2 separate regions of the Macaca mulatta genome follow, and region 1 is linked to region 2. A link is a contact called in public Hi-C data. All regions are on one chromosome and are shown on one strand. Each heading gives the region's core, a stretch centred on a gene start, on an enhancer-like site or on the middle of the called end of the contact. The rest is flanking DNA. Distances are from core to core; before and after follow the strand shown. Region 1 holds the start of NABP1 (nucleic acid binding protein 1). Region 2 has its middle 100 kb from the start of NABP1.

Evidence for each region. Hi-C and Micro-C count contacts between places; a contact is called where the count stands out from the background.
Region 1: a Hi-C map of blood shows a contact between it and region 2, with 6 times the contacts expected there. The contact joins the promoter of NABP1 here to the enhancer-like site in region 2. A contact is called at or near these places in 5 of 14 Hi-C or Micro-C datasets (CD4 T cells, blood, cortical neurons and 2 more).

Annotation. Positions count from the first base shown.
Region 1 is chr12:96,728,584-96,735,097 of T2T-MMU8v2.0, forward strand. NABP1 (nucleic acid binding protein 1) reads left to right here and starts at 3,186. Exons shown (of 6, transcript NM_001261728.1): 1 at 3,186-3,440; 2 at 3,724-3,862. The coding sequence starts at 3,350. It overlaps LOC106992676 (a long non-coding RNA gene), which reads right to left and starts at 2,592. Exons shown (of 4, transcript XR_003721361.2): 1 at 2,365-2,592.
Region 2 is chr12:96,625,313-96,631,647 of T2T-MMU8v2.0, forward strand. No RefSeq gene overlaps it. Among named protein-coding and RNA genes, the nearest start is that of NABP1, 100 kb to the right of the region's middle. Within about 2 kb of position 1,364, at least 2 of the 40 cell types and tissues checked have an H3K27ac peak or open chromatin away from gene starts, as enhancers often do. A contact at or near this core is called in blood, where this site is marked.

The DNA.
Region 1 (6,514 bases), core at 1,936-4,435, 110 kb after region 2:
ATTGTTAAGTTTCACTATACAAGATATTTAGAATCAAACAGTACTTGATACAAACAACTGTTTCATTGATGTTGTAATAGTTTTAAATAGATGGATAGTGCAAACAAAGTGAAAATAATTTTGGTAATTCCAGAAACCAAAACCTGTGAGTGAGCGTGGGTACTGAGCGCTGGGTAAAATTTACAAAACCTTTATCAATGGGGACCCAGATAACAGAACCTTCCATGTGCAGGATCCTAATGGATGCCTTTCTGTATTATAGTGGATCTCAGCAAGCATCTTTACACTAAAACGTGGTGTTGAGGTTATGGGCATAAAGTGGAAGAGTCCATTATCTCAGAGTAAGCTTATGTTTAGGCTGTGAAAAATGGAGGCTTGAAGAACAACAGCCTTAGAGAAAAGAAGACCGTGAAGTAATCTTGTGAATGTATTAAAGAATGAGTAATACAATCATTATGACCTAAATGAGTAGAATGAGTGGCAGATCTATTTCACTGAATGGTAATATAAGATACCTGCATAGCAATAATTGTTCTTCTTGACCTCTCCTTTTTCTTTTTATTAACCACACCTTTGGGAGTGATTTAGCGGTAGCTGAAACCAACTAGCCTGGGCCGAAGGGTTTCTGTATTGTCCAGAACATCTTGTTTTTCAAGGCTGCCTTTCGTTTTGGTTAATGAGAAAGCATATGGTTGCCATTTCCTTTCTGAGAACTGCTGAGTTGGTAGGGAAGGAAGTAGGTGTTCAGCTGAGTTCTCTCCTGTGGAGGAAGGGAAGGGCGGAGCCACAGCTTGGAGCACCAACTTCTGCTTTTGTGGGGCTTGATTTTCTGCTTCTGATTCCTTTTTATAAAATGTCCATACAGTTAGTCTGAATAGCCCAACCTAATCCCTTTTCTGGGGGCAAATGATTGAGAGTTGAGTGGCAAACTTCCTTTATCCAAACTCTTGGCCATAACTCTTAACATTCTTAATTGGTTTCCTGTCTATTCTTAATCTCTTGAAGATCTTGTCAAACCTTAAAAAAAAAAAAAAAAAAGAAAAGAAAAGAAAAGAGCTCTGCCTTAAATATTGCTTCTGTGAGAATATTTTGCCTGTGTAAGAAAATACAGCTTTGAGTACAATCCAATTGAAGTGTCAAGTCCTGCCAGATAACCATGGTAGAATCAGACCTTCTGATCTGGATTGGGATTGAGGTTGGACACTGGTTCTGCCATTAACTGGCATGTTTCATCATTTGTTTTATTTGATGTTGAAATCATGCTTATAATTTTATTTTACACCACTTTCCAGTATGACATCAGTGTCTTTGGCACCTTGGGCTTTATTAGTTCATGAAATGGAAGCTTCTGTTTCCTTAAAAATGCCTAGACTCTCTTGCTAACGTTGTGACAATTTTTGCAACTCTTTCTAGGGCTATAATATCTATGCTGCTTGTGTGCAAATATTTGGGAAGTGGTGGTTGATCTAAAAATACTCATAAAAATAGGGAAAAAATTAAGGCTTCTGACACTTTTCCCAACATTTCTGCTACCACCACCAAGAGTTAACTAGATGATTCTTTAATGCCCCACTACTTTATCCTGCTATTTTATTTCTTCAGTCTGTTTTTGACTCTTATAATTACACCACTGCAAGCTAAGTCTATACATTACCTTTAGGCTGGAGAGCTCTGGGGTCAAGATTTACTAGATTCAAAACCCAGTTCAGCCATTCTCTAGCTATCTGGTCTCTGGTAAGTTCCATCGCCTGTAAAACGGGGATTAAAAAGGGGAAAATACCGAGTATGTACTATTTGCTAGGCACTAGTTGGACAATTTATGATCCATTTAATCAACCTTCTGCGAGGCAGGGATCCCCATTTTATTATGGTTAAAAAGCTGTAATAAAAGCCAATTGACCTAAAGGTCTCACAAGTAAATAACTGGAGCCCAGGTTTGTCTCTAAAGCACATGCTCTTTAGAACTACGCGACATAAAGAAAACTTTATTGATTTTTTCCCCCAGATTATGTTTCAAGGGTTCCCACTGCTGTTGAATAATTAATTCCTTTTAGATGTACAAAAACAAGTGCAAAGTAAAAGAAGAAAGGCAAAATGGGGAAGGTGTGTAATATGAGAGGCAGGGCGTAAGGAAAGATGAGAAGTCTACAAAGGAATTTACGTGTCTATTTGCTTAGTATTACACAGTGGAAGGCCACGTTCGACATTTGTGTTGCAGTCCTGCCTGCTCAGGGGCTGCTGGGTGACCTTCTGCAAATTACCTCACCTTTCTGGGTTTCAATTTAAGTATGCCTGAAATGAGGCGGTTGAATTGATCCCCAAATTCCCTTCTGGTGCTAAACTTCCAGCCTGGTAGCCACTGACCTTATCACCATGCCAGCGTGTTTTCCCTTGGTCCCGGACCAGCCGCCCTTGCCCGAACTCTGTTCTTACTCGACTGCGAACTATCTAACGTACTCACAGGTTCTAAACTCCACCGTTCCTCGTGACCGAGGGACTAAAGGGCCCGGGTAGGGGCTCAACTCTGAGAGAAAAAAGGCAAGAAAACCCCAAAGTCGGACAGTGAGTGGCAGAAGACCTCAGCACGAAAGCGAGGCGGCACAGAACTGCCACTCCGCCGCAACAGCTGAAGTGGGCGGAGAGCGGGCGGGCGGGGGAGGCGGGGCCGAGAGCGATTGGAAGGACGAGGGGGCGGAGCCCGCGCTGACAGCCCCCGGAGAGGAGCGAGGGAAGCTCTGCGGGCAGCGGCGGCTGGGTCCCGCCTCTTCGCTTCCCCTCCCCCGCACCAGGCGGGCGTGGCAGCAGGCGTGCCGACGCAGCGTGACGTCACAAAGGGGCGGGGCGGGCCGAGGGTCCTGCCGGCGCGCGGGCGTGTTCATCAGTCGCTGTTTGGGACGCTGGGCGTGCGGTGTTCTGTCTCCGCTCCCGTTTCGCTGTCACAACCCGTTCCTTCCCGGAGCCCGGGACAGGCTGGGCGCGCGCCCGTGTGAGTGAGCGGGACTCAGGGCAGAAGTGTCCCCTCACTGCGTTTTTTTTTTCCTTTTATCCAAAGAACGGGGCAGTTAGCACGCTTGCCGTCCTGTCGCCCGGTTGGGAGCGGGGTTGGTTTGCGGAGTGGTTCGCCTTTTTTCTTTAGAACTTGTGAGCCCTTTTTTTCTTTTTCTTTTTTTAGGCTCAGTGCTGTCCGGGCTGGTTTCCCCGGTCCCTGACTAACCGCTTTCTGCCCCTTCTGTCGCCACCCCTGCCCAAGGTCGCCCCTCTGCCCTCGCCCCTGTCCCGGGAGGGTGGGAAGCTTTGACCCCGCCCTGCCCACTCGCGTCTCCGCAGCCGTAGCCGCACCTGCCCCAATATGAATAGGGTCAACGACCCACTTATTTTTATAAGAGATATTAAGCCCGGACTGAAAAACTTAAATGTCGTCTTTATTGTCCTGGAGATAGGTAAGTGGGGTTTGCAGCCCACTCCACCGCCCGCTGTGCGTCCCGGGGCGGGAGACAGGGGCGCCGCCTCTGCGCGCCCGGGGCTCCCCTCCCCCTCCTTCCCCTCCCCCACCCACGTGGCTCCAGTGGCCTCCGCCGGAGATCGGATCCTACCTGAGGCGGGAGCCCTGGGCTTGGTCACTTTCCACCTTCCAGATGTATTAAAATACCGGAGGAGGAGTTAGCCTTTCTGGATGTCCTCATTATCTAACACCCCCTCCCTTTGATTTTTAAATCCTCACAGGACGCGTGACCAAAACCAAAGACGGCCATGAAGTGAGATCGTGCAAAGTAGCAGATAAAACGGGCAGCATCACTATTTCCGTGTGGGATGAGATCGGAGGTCTTATACAGCCAGGGGATATTATTCGGTTGACCAGAGGGTAGGTGTGCAAAAAAGTCGGGGAAGTAACAGTCTGCAGAATCGGGATTGGCCGGCTCCCGGGATCTTGGCAAGACCTGAAGTCCCCGGCCTTTTCTGTGGGCCACTCTGAGGAGTTTTGAGCCCCTTTGGTGTTAACTTTGGATGGTGGGCAGCGCTAGGATGTAACACACCTTTGCGGTGAAAGGCAGTCGGTTTCAGCTGGGAAATCCGCGCCTACACCCCGGTTTACAGGTTAAGCAGATTTTTAAATTTTTTTTTTTCTTGAGACGGAGTCTCGCTCTTTCGCCAGGCTGGAGTGCAGTGGCGCTCTCTCTCCTCGCTGCAGCCTCTGTCTCCCGGGTTCAAGCAACAGATTCTCGTGCCTCAGCCTCCTAAGTAGCTGGGACTACAGGCGTGTGCCACCACGCCCAGCTAAGTTTTGTATTTTTAGTAGAGATGGGGTTTCAGCGTGTTGCCCAGGCTGGTCTCCAACTCCTGACCTCAGGTGATCCGCCCGCCCCCACCTTCCAAAGTGCTGGGATTACAGGCGTGAGCCACCACGCCCGGCATAGATTTTTAATTCTATTCAGAGTCAATGAGTCTTTTTAGGAGACTGATATAGTCCATATTTTTTCTTTTTTATAAGTTGTTTTCTTTAGTATAGTTGCCACTCAGTTGTTTCCCACCCCTCCTCCATTTTTAATGACTTGAAATCCTGGCCAATATTTTACTTATGTTATTTAGACAATGTGGACATAAACTTATAGGTAAAGGATTTAGCGTTTTCTGTGATATGTCAAATTTGTACTTGGAAAAAGAGGGAAACTTTACAGTATCTGGAAGGCTGATTCTCCAAAATGATTTCTTGTGTCTTCTGTTGTAAGGTGGATGTTGTTCAAAAACCAAAGGGATACACAGAAAATGTTTGACAGAAAGACATCCGCAATACCTTCATCCAAAAGAGTCAATTGGCAGATTGGTGGCTTTAAAAAATAGTACAACTTTTTTTTAAAAAAGTAGATTGCTTGTAGAGATTTACCAAATTTTTATCTTAGGAAGATAAAAGGTCAGAAAAGGATCTTGGAAACAGAATTTGGAAGCTTTTGAGATCAATAAAATTGTAATAATTTATCATAACTGCAGGGAAAGTGGTGGAGATTGATGTTGGCCTAATAAGTAGAATCTTAGAAGTATTGGAAAGCACTGAGTAGGAGTTTAGAGCTCCTTGATGTTACCTTACAGGCTTACAACATCTTCAGGAAGTGAGGTAAAGTGTCATCAAAGCAGGAAGTGAGAGTCAGGACTTAGACATTTTCTTCTCATAACACTGACTCATGACAGTAACTATGTTTTTTAAACTTCCACATCTTTAAAAAACAAAAGAGAATTCCTACTTAGGGATGTATGGTGAGGATTGATTAGTATAATTGGAGTTTTTGGCTCCCCAAATATTTTTCACCCAATGATTGAAAGTATTTTTTATGCTAAAAACAGCATCTTATTTCAAGTATTTCATGTTCTGTAGTGACAGTCATAGGTGTTTCCATCAAAAAAATTATTGGAAAATTAAACTTATTAGTTAGGTATCTATAGAATTTTAAGGGGAACAGTTACCTGGGAGTACAATTTAAACGAAAATTAAAAACTAAAGAAACTCTTTACTACAGTATGACCTTGAGAAGTTACTACACCTCATACTTCAGCTTCCTCTTCTGTGAAATGGGAATAATTATACTTTATTTACCAAAATAACACACTCAGCTTGGAGTTTGGCCCATTCTAAGGCCCTTAAATTCTGGTTGAATCTAAGAAAAATGGCTTTTGAAGAAAAACATACCTAAAATCTAAATAATGGTTGGTTCAAATATCAACATGTTTATCAGAATATCCTGAAAACACCTCAGTGTTCTCATTTCTTAAAGTGAATGTTAAATATTTTAATTGTAACCAAATTTTTTCTCAAAATATGCATTAATTTTTATTTTAGTAAGGTGAAATGTTAATGCACTATCTCCTAAGCCACACTTTGTATAACTTAAGAGTGGTGAATGGTGTCTTTAATAAATAACCCTTATTAAAATTAAGAGAACTGTATAATAAGTTAAAGTCAAGAAGTAACCATAGTAGTTGTACAAAGAACCATTGAGAACCAAACCTTGGATTGATTTTATAATATTAATTTACCGTTTCTCTATCTAGGATTATTTTATTTAACGATGCTGTCTACTTTCAAAATTGTTCGGAGTAAACAATTGCCAGCTCGTTTACTACAAACCCAGTGTGGTATTAAAAATTGCATGTTTGGAAAGGCAGATAGGTGAAAGATTTGTGACCTTAGTTTTTTTTTTTTTAGCACTTTAAAATTCTACCAGATCTTCGGTAGCTTAGAAATCCTGTGTCTTTTATGGAGGCAGAAGGAAAAACATATCATTATTTGACTAGACTGTAAAGGAAACATTAGGGTGATTTTACATATCCTGTGGCTGAAAAATAGTTTCTGTTTAAATGTCTGCAATTAAAAGCTTTTCTTTTGTTGATTGACTAAAGATGTGATCATCAGGTATAATAATGCTTGCTTTGCAAAAAGACTTATTTTCCAGGGTTTGTTATGATTTATATAATTATGTCAAAATTCAACAGAATTTTTGTATTCTTTTGTAAATAGCAAGTT
Region 2 (6,335 bases), core at 114-2,613:
TTCCTTTCCCTTCTTTGTTTTCTTTTCTTTCTTTTTCAACTTTGTTGAGGTAAGTGATTTATAGTAAATGGCAGAGATGTAGTGTACAGTTTCACAAGTTTTGACATATGTGCTTACCCAGGAAACCACCACCTCAGTCAAGATAATAAACATTTCCTTCACCCCTAAAGTTTCATAGTTGCCCCCTTTGTAAAACCTCCTTCTTTTTGCCCCTATCCCCAGTCTGCTTTCTGTGAGTATAGATTACTCTGCAGTTTCTAGGATTTTATGAAAATGGAATAATCTCTTCGTGTCCGATTTCTTTCACCTAGCATAAATATTTTGAGATTCATGCATGTTGCTGCATGTATCAATAATTCATTCCTTTTTACTCCTGAGGAGTAAAAGTATGGGCCTATCACAATTTGTTAATCCATTGAGGAATCATTCCTTCTGTTTTGTTTTATAAGATCATGAAGCGTTAGATGTGTAAGGGGCGTTATATGTCACTTAATCTAAGAAAATCATCAGTTTTCTGTAGTTATCGACCTACAGATTAGATAACCGAAGCCAGAACACTACTTAAGAATTTCCCTGGAAATTGTTTAAAATTGAGATTCATACCTCTTCCTGCCATTTGATTCCAATGATGGAGTGAATCCTGGGATTCTGCACTTTTAGCAAAAGCCTCTGGTGATTCTAATCCAGATATATGGTCTACCCTACTGAAAACACCAAATGATTTAAATATTGAGGTTGTAGAAGGTTAGGAGCAAAGGCTGGATTTAAATCCACAATTTTTGATTTCTAAGTTTAGGGCTCTTTCTACTTCATTATGTCAACCCCAAATAACATCAGACACATGGAAGCCTGACACTGTCTGCCAGCATAAATCTCTTTGCCTTCTCCTCAAAGAAATGCTACAGCTCGATTCCAAGCTACTTTCATGTGTTTCCAGAAGAGGGCACTGATAACAAATCCTTTCTTTAATGCACGTATTTCTTTCTCTTTCTCTCTCTCCCCACCCCCCTCCTCCCTTCTTTCTTCCTCTGCTTGTTTTTGTTTTGGTTTGTTTTGGGTTTTTTGTGGGTTTTTTTTTCTGGTCATCAAAGTTGCAAATATGAAAAGCAACAAAGTGAGACAACAAAGGTGTGGGAAAATTATTTTACTTCAGTAAAAAGCCAAAGCCCCCAGAGAAATTTCTTGACTTCATTACATTTTTTAATACAACCTTGCCTGTAAGTGCTGTCACTTACTGGCTTCCAGTCAGTAATTTTATGAGTCAGCACTTTCTCTCAGTGACTTCCTCAAAATTATAGCAATAGGAGGGGCTGGACAGAACATGCAGAGGTAAGAATGCTGAAAATTTAACCAGATCTGAAGAAATGTTGACCTTTAGGAAGAACAATGACAAAAAATGTCATCTAGTTATCTTACTCCCTATCTCTGTCCCTTGGGTAGTTAGGGAGGAAGCCATAAACCTAACTTGGTATATATTTTTTCCCTTTAGTTATTATAATTCCAGTGACCCTTGGGCTGCCTTCCTCCAAACTCTGAAAATTTGAACTCAGGCAGTAGGGCCTGAACCCTTCCTTGATATCTGGTGTCTGAGAATGTTGTTTCTAAGTACGGATATCAAGATTGTGAAAAACCAAGCAGTAACATATCAAATGAAAGAAGGGACATGAGTCCAACTCAAGCTGTCAGAAAAATTTAATTCATCTTTGACAGTTTTGGCATTTTCCTAACAATATTTTATGACAAATTGGGTAATTCAAATGTGCTGGCTACCTTTGAAGCCCAGAATGAAAGTGAGCTTTTGCCTCATGAGATAAAAGAAGACAAGGCAGAATTCAGTCGCCCCCCTGGGTAGAATTGTGAGAAGGCACACTGTGTCCCTAAGACCCTCAGACTCACTTCTCTGCAACCTTTTCTTTCCACACTCTTACCACGTATGGGGGCTCCACTGCTCTCCTCATTGGATCCTCAGTGTGAGTTACACAGAGTCTTACTATCTTATGCTGTCTACATTTGCATTTGAACATTAATTGTGGCATGACAAGCTTTGTCTTTGAGTCACAAAGCTTGGAAATAAGACAGAAGATTGGTAATTAGAAGTTCTAATCTATGTTCATCCACTCATCACTTGTGGGCCCTTAGGCGAGTCATTTAACCTTTATGAGCCTATTTTCTCATGTGTTAAATAGTAATGATGATAGTAATGTGCACATTTGTGAGTGGCTATAGGGATTAGAGATTAGGCATATAAAGTACCTCGTCCATAAATGGTAGTTAAAGGCATGTCAGCCATGTGGGTGTCAGGCATGCAGATGATGGAAATTTTGGGACTTCTTCTATTGACAAGAGGACTTTTCTAGTACAGCTAAAACTGGTTCATTAGAATGGAGAGTGGTAGCTGCCTACTCAATTAGGGTGGGCCTATGTGTTTTGCCCTAATGCCTCATGTCTACCTAATTTGTCTATGGGTCCATTCTAATCATGGACCCTGAATCTTTGGATTATTTATGAGAGTCATAAATCTAACTGGGTGAATGTAGAATTGAGAATAGACTCCAGTGTATTTGTGAGACCAGGTACTTAAGGGTTGCTACATTTGAAACACAATTATAGAATACATATATATACAGAATGACAAATGATTTCCGCAAGTTTGACAAGGAAACTAATCTTATTACTTTATGGTCACACTTCTGTGACAATGCAATTTAATTTTGCCAAAATGTATGTCTATGTTTATGCACATCTACATGTTCCTCCATGGTCTATTTCTATACTCACCCAAATTATATATAATCAAAAACACTGTCTTTTTTACATTCCAGTTTCTTATTTCTTGCACTTCTTCACGGCAGAAACATTCATTGTGATTTCCGTTCTCAGGTAATGAGAAGCTGTGATAGACATGAACAGAAGAGGCTTCCAGTGGAAACTTCTCCCAGATTTTCTCACTGCCTCGCTCCAAATTTGATATGCTGTAATATTTTTAGTCTTATTATTATAGTGTCAGGGTGGAGATGAATCATATTGAGAGGAAGAGATAAAGTATTAGACTCTAAAAGTGTGTAAACAGGCATCGAGGGAAATTCTGAGCGTCCTAGTGCTTGGGGAAGGTTTAAGGAGGTTATTCTTGACATCGTTGCCTATAATCTGTAATTAGCAACCCATTGATATGGTATTTGTTAAATTCCTACATTATAGGTTACGACTATTGAAATTGCGGTACACCAGTGGGAAAACAGACTACAATATTCACACTGGCATAGATTTCAGTCTCTGGGAGTAGGTAGTTTGCCTGAAGCCAGATAGTTCTTAGGAATCAATAACCTCATTAGCCCCAGGGGACTGGATCTCTATACTTTGTAGAGTGGTACAGTTGCTGGAACATCTGCCGATGGGCACCTGCCTTAGTGGAAAGAGAAATTTTTTTTGTAGGCATTAAAGCTCAGAATAATTCAAAAACATTCCTCTAGGTACCGAACAACTATTTATCAATCTTAGAGATGGAATTATTGCTGTCTCTGCCTGAAAGCCTTTGTTGACGTCTCCTTCCAATCAGTCAGCTCAGGGTTTAATCTGGTTAATCCCACAGAGCAATGGAGTTCTTTTTCTGCCATAGCTTTTCCTTAGTCCAAGGAGAAGGAAGAAATATTTAGATTCGTGAGAGGTCTGTGTTCTCCAGCACACTGCTGCAGTATCAGAAAGATGTGTGCAAAAATGAAGCAACTTGTTTTCCTTCTTCAAGGGGTAGATGAGAAATAGCTGCAGTTTTTCAAACTCTGGAAAATGTAACTATGTATGTTTCTGCTGCATGGTGTAATTGTCAGGTGTGGAGCAGAAGTTAGTTGATGATAATAATGAAGTATGTCATTGTTTCCCCATTTCTAGAAGTGCTCAGTGTGAACAGATAGTGGATCCAAAGCATAGAGTAATTAAGACCAGGCCCTCATAAAACTCAGATCAGAAGGTTGTCTTGGCTCTACCCATCAACTTCCTTTTCTATCAATTAAAATATGTGTGGAATGTAATGGTAGTCTGAGTCATATCAGTGGCATAAAAGCGAGGGGAAAAGGATGGATTCAGAGATATTAAAAAGGTAGTCTCAGGAGGATTTGGTGACTATGTTAGTTTCCCAGTGCTGTCACAACAAATTACCCCCAACATGGGGCCTAAAACAACAGAAATTTATTCTTTCCTAGTTCTGGAAGCCAGAAGTCTGAAATGAAGGTGCGAGCAAAGCCATGCTCCTTTAAAGGACCTGGGTGAGAATCCTTTCTCGCCTCTTCAGCTTCCTGTGAGACTCTAAGTCTGCCTTGGCTTATAGCTGAGTAACTCTAACCTTTGCCTCATCTTTCTTCACATGACCTTCTCCTTTTCTCCGTCTTCTTTCCATGTGAAATCTCTTTCTGTCTTTCTCTTATAAGGATGCTTGTCACTGGATTTAGGGACTATCCAGATAATCCAGAATGATCTCATCCCAAGATCCTTAACTCAATGACCCTTTTCCCAAATAAGGTTCTATTAACAAGTTTGGGATTAGAACATGGAGGGTACCATTTAACTCACCACAGTGACCACATGAATGTATTTGTTTGATTAAGGAGTTCTAATAAGGATGAATCCCAAATCTCCGGTCAGGACAGATGGTAAGATTGTGGTGGCAAATACCTAGAAGAGGAAACATTTGAGGAGATGCTGGTTTTCTCATTTAGTTTTAGACACTGAGTTTAAGGTGGGGGATAAAGGAAGCAGAACTTGACTTCCCCATTTTGTCTCAGATTAACCCAGCCTTGAGATTTACAAGAATGCTGTCAATGTTTTTCAACTAGCCCACATGCAAATAGATAAAGGTTACAGCTGTTCCTGAGTTGGGCCTTAGATTATTCTATGCCTTTGTAAAATTTTACTTTCAGAATACTTTGAGATAAACAGCGTGATTTATGAACAAAATTAATTTTTCCTTTATATCCTAGCAGCAGTTAGTATTTGAAGTACCCTGATCAGGAATACACACTTCAGGCATGATTACCAAGCACTTCAAATATTGCCATGGAAATCTGCTCATAAGGACTTGATAATTAGCATAAGAGATGTAAAAATAATTTTTCACTAATGAAAAGATGGGTGTTGGACATATGTATTGACTCTCATGTCCCACCACTGTTGCATGAAAACTCATGGGAATCTGACAAGCCCAGCCACACAATTCCAGTTCCTTCAGAGGAGTCCTCAGGGTAGAGCTCATTCGTCCTGGGTCCCACACGTCACAGAACATCGTTGCCTGATCAGAATGTTGCCTGTTCCCGTCATTAAACATTATGGCATCTGCCTTGGAGTGAGACTTTTACACACACACACACACACACACACACCCCTCTGGATGTGGGGGAGACAGAGTTTCCGGTGATTTAGAACTGATACTAACTGCTGCTTCAAAATTGGAGGACTAAGGCATAATTGTTATTTGATATTTGCTTCTTCAAATAAATAGCATTCTTGATAACTCAAATAATAGTTATTATTGGAAAAATAATAATTTCAAAAATCCAATTTGTTAAACCTGTTACAATAGTATTTCATGGATTGAGAAACCACAAAAGGGATCAGTTCTAGTAATTTAATAGTGCTGCTGGTTCTGTATATCATCAAGTCGCCACTGGGTTTATGCTTTGGAAAGTGTCCATGTTTTATTGCAAAAAATGAAGGGAATTTATTGAAGAGAGACCATGGAAGTATTACAAATGTATAATAAGAGTAAACTTCTCTAACTAAAACATTTTATGTTTCCAAGATTACAATTTGCATGTGGAAGAGAAAGTAGCTTTCATAAATGAGGGAAATGTGTTGGTTTTAGGGAAGAATACAAGCAAAGATTGTGAAACATTAGCAACCTGTCTGTAACTTTTAGCTAAATCTGATTTTCTCCCTATTTTTGGTAAAGGAATTAAAGACTAACTAGAAATAGAAAACATGTCAAAACTTTTTATTGGAGTTATCTTTCTAAATAAACATGTAGCCATGTGTGGTGGCATGCACCTGTAGTCCTGGCTCATCAGGAGGCTGAGGCCAAAGGATTAGTTGAACCCAGAAGTTTGAGGCTACAGTTGCTAGGATCACACCACTGCACTGAGTGACAGAGCAAGATCCTGTCTCCAATATGTATATTGAGACACCACACACACACACACACACACACACACACACACACACACACGTAATAACTAAAAGGTAGCCATTTGGGATTGAGATTTCTCTTCAAATAGAGTCAGAAAATGTCACATAGCTGCCCAAGTCTGAGTTAGGTATGACACTGAACAATGGAAGAGGCTCTTGGCCAG